Regions from separate parts of the Mus musculus genome. Here region 1 is linked to region 2. Evidence: chromatin contacts called from public Hi-C data. All regions are on one chromosome and are shown on one strand. The core of a region is the stretch at or near the end of the contact, and the rest is flanking DNA. Distances in the headings are between cores, read along the strand shown.

Region 1 (4,148 bases), core at 157-2,656, 2.5 Mb after region 2:
GCTGGGCCCCGGTCCCGCCCTCCTAGCTCCACTCAGGTCCAGTGGCCCTCTCATTAACCATCCCATCACTTTCCGAGGCACAAAGAAGTACCCTGGAAGAACCTGTAATAACACGAAGCCCATTTTCACCCATTGGCTTCGAAACCTGGAAAAAGCTACGGCTTGGCGGGGAGCGGAGGGGGCAGAAGAACAGGTTTAATCGTTTGAAGCAGTCAAGTTGGGAGACCACAGTGGGCAGGGGAGCGAAGGCCAGCCACCCTGTATTTGGGGCAGGAGCGAACATGGGGCCAGCCCAGGTTACCCAAGTGTGCATTACTTTTCAAGATGACCTCGCACGCACTATGACACTAGAGAGGAGTCTTCAGAGCTTCCTTCCCACACAAGACCCGGGAGCTCAGAGGACCCTAGGCGAGTGCATTTGAGCAGGTGCTAGGTGTTACGTCCCCAGAAGGGTCCCAGCCCCTCAGGTGCGCCCACCTGCCAGTCGCAGGGCCAGCTCCCCAGGCAGTCCTGAGTCTAGTTAATCATTCAACGCGGGCGGCGTGGAATATTTTTTAGAGGTCAACGCGAAAGGTTCTCCTGAAGTTTCACAGAAACCAGTCTTTGGGGACCCGAAGATAACAGTGCCAGCGGATGGGGGTGAAAAGCGGCAGCCAGCGGCTCACAAACACCTGATCTGCCCCTGCGGCACCCTAGACCAGCGCAGTGCGCGGGCGGGGCAGAACACCGCCCGCGACGCTCCCCCGCCGCCCAGGCCCGCACCTCGTGCGCGGGGTACAGCGCGGCTCAGGGTGTCGCTGCCCTCTCCCTGTGGGTGCAGGAAGAGCGGAGGTCGAGCAGGTGAGAAGGTCAGGAAGGAGGTGGAGGCCGGGAGACTGGGGAGAAGGTGAGGAGGCTGTAAAGGAGGGGAGAAGGACCAGGAGGTGAGGAAGCCGGACAGGAGAACGGAGACCGGTGAGGATATCCGGGAGGTGAGGAGGCCAGGGAAATGATGTGCGGAGGCCAGGAAAGTGAGACTGGGAGCGGTGAGGGGAACCCGATGGAACGTATGCGCAGACAACGCAGGAGCCACAGAAGAGCGGCGAGAGCGCGGGGCGCCCACACCGGCCGGAACTAGCGCGGCGGGGCGGGGATGCAGGGCCGGTGCCCACCCACCCGGCCCTACCTTGTCTAGGGACACCTCCAGCTCGGCGGGGCGGGGCGGAAGACCGCGGCCGCATCCACGTCCCAGCCGCTCTTGCGGCTCAGCCCCGCGACCGCCGCCGCTCTCGCTCCATGCGCAATGCGCGGACGGGCGGCCCGGCGGGGTCTGGGCGGCTCCGGCTCGCCTCAGCTCCAGCACTTGTTGCCGCGGCGGCCGCTGAGCCTTACTCTCGGCCCCGGCTCCTGGCACCGCCGCCCCCTGCCGCGTCCCTTCGGTCCCGCCCCCGCCCGATTCTCCAATCACACGCCGCGCCACCGCGCGCGTCACCGCCGGGAAGGCCGCGCTCCCGCCCCGTGGCCCAAGTTTGGGAAAGGCCGAACTCGAACCCTCCCGCCAGTTGGCGCCCAGGTCCCGCTGGGACTGCGCCCCCGGGCCCTTCCCGAGCTCTCCGCCCCTCGTAGCACTGAGAAAACCTAAGGCTTCACTGGAGCGCGCGGTGTCCAAAGATTACAGTCTCCCCCGCTCCGCCAGGAAGTAGCCTCCCCCAGAAAAACAGCTGAGACTTGAGTCCCAAACCCTGCTGAGATCCAGGGTCTAGTGTAAACTCTTCAGCTACCAGGGCGTGGCGCTTGGTGAGAATTTGCCAGCCAGCACTGGCATGTAGCTAAGTCTAGACGGCTCCGAGTGGCTTGTGAGCGGGATCCACGAGGGGAGGTGAGAAGAGGGAAACCCAAGTGCACCTGACCTTTGCTCTCAGCGTACATAGTAGCGGCAGCCACCTAGATAGATGCCCAAGGCCTGAGGGTGGTGCCTATCTGGCCTCTTCGGACCTTCAGGTTATGAAGCCATCAAAGACACGATGAGGTCTCCACGTGGTTCCACTCGGGTCTCAGGAAGTCAAGAATGCAAGATGCGGGAGGCGCTGGGTGCGGAGTTCGCTCGGCGACTTCAGAAGTTGGGCTTAGCAAGACATCTGAACGCTGAACCCCCGTGATGCCGCTGGACTGAGCACCAACCACACCCAAGCATGGATCACGCGGGACCCGGAACGGTCCCCCACCCCCAACCCAGCGCCTCCCCAGGCTCCCCAGAGCGCTACGTGCCAAGGTGAGGCCCAGGAAAAAGCCGGGGAGACCGGATGGAGAAGTTGCTCTAGTTTGTAGAGCTGGGTGGGCCGGCCGAGTCGGCACGCCCTCAACACCGAACCTAGAGCCTGGTCCCCACAACCTGGGACGCGCTTGGAAGCTGCTTCCTCTCCCCTCCATTCTTATTGCTAAGGCCTTCGGTCGACCCTCTGGAGATAATCACACTGAGAAGTTAACACTCTACACCTGTTTGCTTTTTTTTTTTTTTTTTTTTTTTTTCAGAAGGCTGTCAGATGGAGTTAGTCAAAGGGATGCCATTGACTTTCGAGCGCTGGAGATTGAATTTCAGCCAGCTCGACCAAGACCACGAAGTCTTACTTACAGCCGCAGAAAGAAGTAAGTGCGAGTTGTTTGGGTTGAGCGCAGAGCCACGTGTGTACGGTCATCCACAAGAAGGAATTCTGAGTCAGTGGTTCTGGAAATGTTAAGATTGACAATCTGCAGACCGATCTGTTCTTATGTTTGTCACTACGTTCCCAAACAACAACAACAACTTGGATTTTTATATGTTCACATAAACTGTTAACCACTGTCACTCTGAACAAGAAAGGAAGAGAAATTGTATGCTTTTCTTGACTCTGAGGAATTTTTTCCCACGATTATATTTATAATTCAGAAAGCCAATAAAAGAAGCAAATTAGAAGTTAGGTCTGTGTACTTGATTAACTGCAGACTGCCGTATTGATATTTAAACGTTGTGACGAGACAAAGCTGGATTCTTGGTGGGCATTTTGTTATTGTATTTCCCCCTTAAATGGCTCTCCGAAGCCACAGACATGCTTTCAAGGATTGCTAGGCAAGAAGTTTTGAGTAAAGTCAGCTGGCAAGCAACAGGGAAAGAAAGCTTGAGTCTTTCAGAGCTGCCAAAAGCTGCCCAGGCCATGTAGTTTTGTTTTTGTCTTTTTTTTTTTTAAAGGCGTTTTCTCCTTGGTGCCATTGAGTGCAGCTGGAAATGTTCCATCCAGCTTCCAGTGTGACTTTGGGGAAATAACTCAAGTGTTGGATTCCACACCCACTTAGCTGTCCTGCTTACTCTTAGGTTATGAGGGATTCATCATCGAAAGGCAGAGATAATACATTCAACAAATGTGCTGTCCAACCCAGGCGCAGACGACCAAAGAAGTGCTTAATAATTAAATAAATTAAAACTATTTCATTACAATTAAGATATAGACCAAAAGAACTGTAAGAAGGTAGGACCATTTTGAGGAGTCCAGGAAAAGTGCTTAGTTTTTCTATTGCTGTGGTAAAACACCATGACCAAAAGCAGCTGAAGAAGAGAGGGTTGGTTTGGCCGACAGTTCATAAAGGGAAACTGAGGAAAGAGCTGACACAGAGACAATGGAGGAACCCAGCTTACTGGCTTAGCCTGCTTTCTTATTCTACTTGGGGTGTGCTGGGCCCTCTCACACCACATGTAAAAAACAAACAAATGAACAAACAAACCTACAGACCTGTGGACAATCTGATGAAGGCGTTTCTCAGTTGAGTTTCCTCTTCCCAGATAAGTCTAGTTTGTGTCAAGTTGACAAAAAACAAACAAACAAAAATAAATAAATAAATAAAAATAAAAAAAACCACACACACCCCAGCTGCTTCTGGCTATAAGGGGAAGGTATCGAAATAAGCAGAGTTTGGATTTTATTCAATGAAACATTTGAAGTAGAAATTATATTCTAAAATTTGCATTGTGGGTAAGTCGTTCTCTGCCATATGAAGGATAGGGCAGGGGCACAGCTAGGGGGTGTCGGTCTATACAGCAGTAGAGAATGGACACCACCACAAGACTTAGCCACTCAGATGGTGAGGAATTCTGGAAAGTGCCTAAGTGGTACAGCTTCAACCAGGCAGATAGCCAT
Region 2 (3,918 bases), core at 75-2,574:
CAAAGAAATAACGCTAGGCCCCATGATCCTGACCAAGAACGTCCACAACCTGTCCTAAGCCTGAGAGGCAGTCACGTAGCTGGGCAACGGGCTCCACATAACTAACTCCAGTTTTATTATTCTTGGACACATCCATAATTCTGCTGAAAATTGCCAACTTCCTTCCAGACCAAAGGCTGAATCAGAGAAAACCTCAGACTACAAGCTGGATAGCTCCTCTGGTGAAAGTCACTCAATGTCCTGGAAGCTTTGGGGTGATGTAGGGGAGAAAACAGGAACAATTAAAAAAACGAAACAAAACAAACAAACAAAACTGAGAGAGCCCAGTGTAAGGAGTAAAGCACAACTGAGAAGGTATACACTTAACATCCCACCTAACGGAAAATCGGTTCCAGCAAAAAGCTGTGGCCTCCAGTCTTTAAAGGTGTGGCCAGCACGTAGCCCAGACGTAAATATGAAATTTAGTGTTAAGGGCCAACAGTAACTGAATTAACTCTAGGTGATATGAGTGCACGTGGCGTCTCCCGCCGTGCCTTTGGCGGGGTGGAGAGCAGTACCTGAGTAAATCGAGGAAAGAGTCCACTGTCTCTTTGGAGACCGGAGGAGGCCCTGAGTTCTCCAGCCCCAGGCTGCTGGACTGGAGGGTCTGCGCGCCCGCCCCTGGCTTGATGATGAACGCCAGAGCAACGGCGAGAGCCGAGGCGCTCAGCGTGGTGAGGCCGAAGTAAGCAACAGCGATGCCACCCAGACGCCCGAGGGAGCTGGCATCCAGGGAGGCGGCTCCCGACACCAGGCTGCAAACCACCAGCGGCAGGATGATCATGCGCAGCATGCGGAGCAGCATCTCGCCCGGGAAGGCCAGGTAAGTGATCTGGGTGCGGGTGAGCTGCAGCCCCCTCAGCGCCGCGCCCATGCCGGCACCCACCAACACTCCCGACACGGTGAGCAGCACCAGCGCGTGGCGCCGAAAAAAGCTAGCACAGCGCTGCGATTTGCCCATCGCCGTCTCGGGCGTTCGGGGCCCGGCCGCAGGCTCTGCCTGGGTGCCGTCGAGGTAGCCGTTGGTCTCGCCGCTCTTCTCCATGTCGTTGCCCACCGCTCTAAGCGGTAACACTCAAGGAACTTGGAGAAAAGACCGGTTTCGAATGAATGGATCAGGCGGAGACAGTGGCCTGTGCCAGCTGCGGCTTCCGAGCTCTGTGAGTCCCTACAGGAACACTTTTCAGAAAGATAAAAGAGAGACGTGGGTTGTGGGTTGGAGCCCAGGCAGAGCAGACCGCGCCGCGCCCAGCCTTCTTTCAGAGCCGCTGCAGGCTGGAGATGATGCAACGCAGGAGGCACGCTGGAGGCTGCAGCCTAGGAAGGAGGGCGGGGCTTGAGCTCGCCCCGCCCATGTAGGCGCACCTCCGATGTTACGACCAATTAGAACCCTGAATATCCGTTCCCCACCTCCCTGACGTTTCCCAGGTCCCGCCCTTCTCCCACCCTCCGGGAGGCACAGCAAAGAGAGTGAGAGACAGGCAGGCTGGGCTCTCCCGACGGGGCGTGAGGCCATCGGCCAATCCTGTCTCCTGGCAGCTTTCAGTCCTACTGTCCAGGCCTCGGGGAGAGAGGGAGGGGAGCGTCTGGAACGCCTCGGCAGTTCTTCTCCTCAGCTGGTGGAGGAGGGGAGCCCTCGGAGGTTGGTGCCCGCCCTCCGCTAGGGAGTCCGGAACGACCCAACCTCCATCCTGCGGGAAATCCTTTCTTCTAAGGGCTCTGTAGGCTTTCCTGGTACAGAGACAAAGGAGTGGGTGGATGGGGGAAAGTCTCATTGCGTGCACGTACAAGACTCTAGCAGAGCTTTACCCTTAGGTGACCAGCGAGTCCGGGTGGCACTATGCACAGTGCCAAGGGTGAGCCACTGCGTGCACTAGCGCCCTCTGGGGCGAGTCCATTGGACTCTGGGGAGAAGCCTGGTGTGTGCAGGCTGAAGACGTAAAACTCTCCCAGAGAAACAGAGCTCTAACGCCACCACTTTCGGTGGCGTGTCTGCCATGTAACTTAAGCTGAAACACAAGCGGGATTTTAACCACCCCCTTCCGGGTCTCCAGACTTGGCACGCCAACAGTTCAGTCAAGTGTTTGGCCAGTCTGAAAGATGGTTCAATGGATTTTTTAAAAATGCCATTTATTTACTATCTTCCCGGGCCACAGCAGATAAAAAGGGAAACCTTGGCAGTCGTTTATTGTGTTATTTATTTATTTATTTATTTATTTTTCCCTATTCTGCTTTTGAAAAGAACTACCTCCCCAGACCTCCAAGAAAGCCCTAGTTAGGTGTAGCTGAGTTAAAGAGGAAGACAATGTGAAGTAAAGTAATTTTGAAGTATACCATAACAGAAACCTGTGCAAATCAATATGTCCTGTCGAGGTGTAAAACGTCCAATTGTTGAGACAGCAAAGAGTTCCTTACATGAAGCCATTTAGCTGTCATGTACAGCTTGTTGAAATAGGAGCTTATTGGTGGGAGGGAGGTGTGTTCATTAGATGAGGACCTATACATATTTTTATCTTGTTTCCCAGAACATGGTTTACCTCTCTGTGCAAGGATGGATGATTCCTACAGACCCATGTTCCTCATTTCCAGGTAGCTCTGCCTCCTTTTTCCTAAGCTGCTGCTTTTATGCAAAAGACTGAAGTCATGTTCCAGAAGTGGGTTTCCAATTGCCTGCTTTACAGCTCCACCCAGACATTCTGCAGCATCTCAGCTCAGCATATTCCGAATCAGATTTGTGATTGTCTCCTCCAGCCTGTTACTGCTATCATTATGATCTGCCTCTGTGAACCTTCATGTTTAAGTTTTCTCTAGTCTGATCTGTTGTTAAGCCCCATGACTCATGTTGAAATGTCCTTTCTCTCCTCTACTTCCACTAGCCATGCTGTTGACTGCATGCTAGTGCTTGACAAATTCTTCCTTTGTGGCCCAAGCAGGCCTTGAACTCAGAATCTCCCCTGCCTCTATGTAGAGATTTGGTTTGTTGCTATGTATTGTAATGCTAAATACTGGCCCTTGTTGCCTAGGGGACTAGAAGATCCTCACAGTACATCAACGTGATACTATGTAACCTTGCCCCTCAAGTTATCCCTGATTGGTCAATAAAGATGCAGACAGCCTATAGCTGGGCAGAAGAGAGGCAGGTGAGGTTTCAGTTCCTGGGCTTGGGGTCTGAGGCAGGACCATGAGAGGGAGGAAAGAAGGTGGAGAGAGGAGACACCAGGGGATAGGTAAATCATGAAAACATGGCCATAAAGGCTAGCCAGTTCAAGTAAGAGCAGCCTAGGCAGAACGTGGCAAGTTATATCTCGGGGTCATTGATAGGGAAGTAGGCAAAATAGCTTAGAGGGGCGACATCTGCCCAGCTCTAGTGCTTTAAAGGCTTCTTTTTTTTTTTTTTTTTTTTTTTGGGTGCAGCGAACTTTATTGATGGTATTCAAGAGAGTAGGGAGGGCTCCCTAGGCCCCTCCTGTTATTATGGGGGTCTGGGATGGAAATTGTGAGGGAGATGCTCAGTGTTGGGGGCCGAGTTGGGATAGGGCCTCTCTTGCTCAGTGTCCTTGCTGGGGTGGGTGGTCCAGGGTTTCTTACTCCTTGGAGGCCATGTAGGCCATGAGGTCCACCACCCTGTTGCTGTAGCCGTATTCATTGTCATACCAGGAAATGAGCTTGACAAAGTTGTCATTGAGAGCAATGCCAGCCCCGGCATCGAAGGTGGAAGAGTGGGAGTTGCTGTTGAAGTCGCAGGAGACAACCTGGTCCTCAGTGTAGCCCAAGATGCCCTTCAGTGGGCCCTCAGATGCCTGCTTCACCACCTTCTTGATGTCATCATACTTGGCAGGTTTCTCCAGGCGGCACGTCAGATCCACGACGGACACATTG

The links. A called contact is a pair of places that touch in the nucleus more often than the background predicts.
Region 1: a contact with region 2 is called in a Hi-C map of B cells, with 5 read pairs. The contact joins the promoter of B3gnt2 here to the promoter of Slc1a4 in region 2. A contact is called at or near these places in 2 of 39 promoter capture datasets (both in liver) and 1 of 484 Hi-C or Micro-C datasets (B cells).

Annotation. Positions count from the first base shown.
Region 1 is chr11:22,858,329-22,862,476 of GRCm38.p6, forward strand. It overlaps B3gnt2 (UDP-GlcNAc:betaGal beta-1,3-N-acetylglucosaminyltransferase 2), which reads right to left and starts at 1,407. Exons shown (of 2, transcript NM_016888.5): 1 at 1,166-1,407.
Region 2 is chr11:20,331,389-20,335,306 of GRCm38.p6, forward strand. It overlaps Slc1a4 (solute carrier family 1 (glutamate/neutral amino acid transporter), member 4), which reads right to left and starts at 1,325. Exons shown (of 8, transcript NM_018861.3): 1 at 558-1,325. The coding sequence starts at 1,084. It also overlaps the pseudogene Gm12033.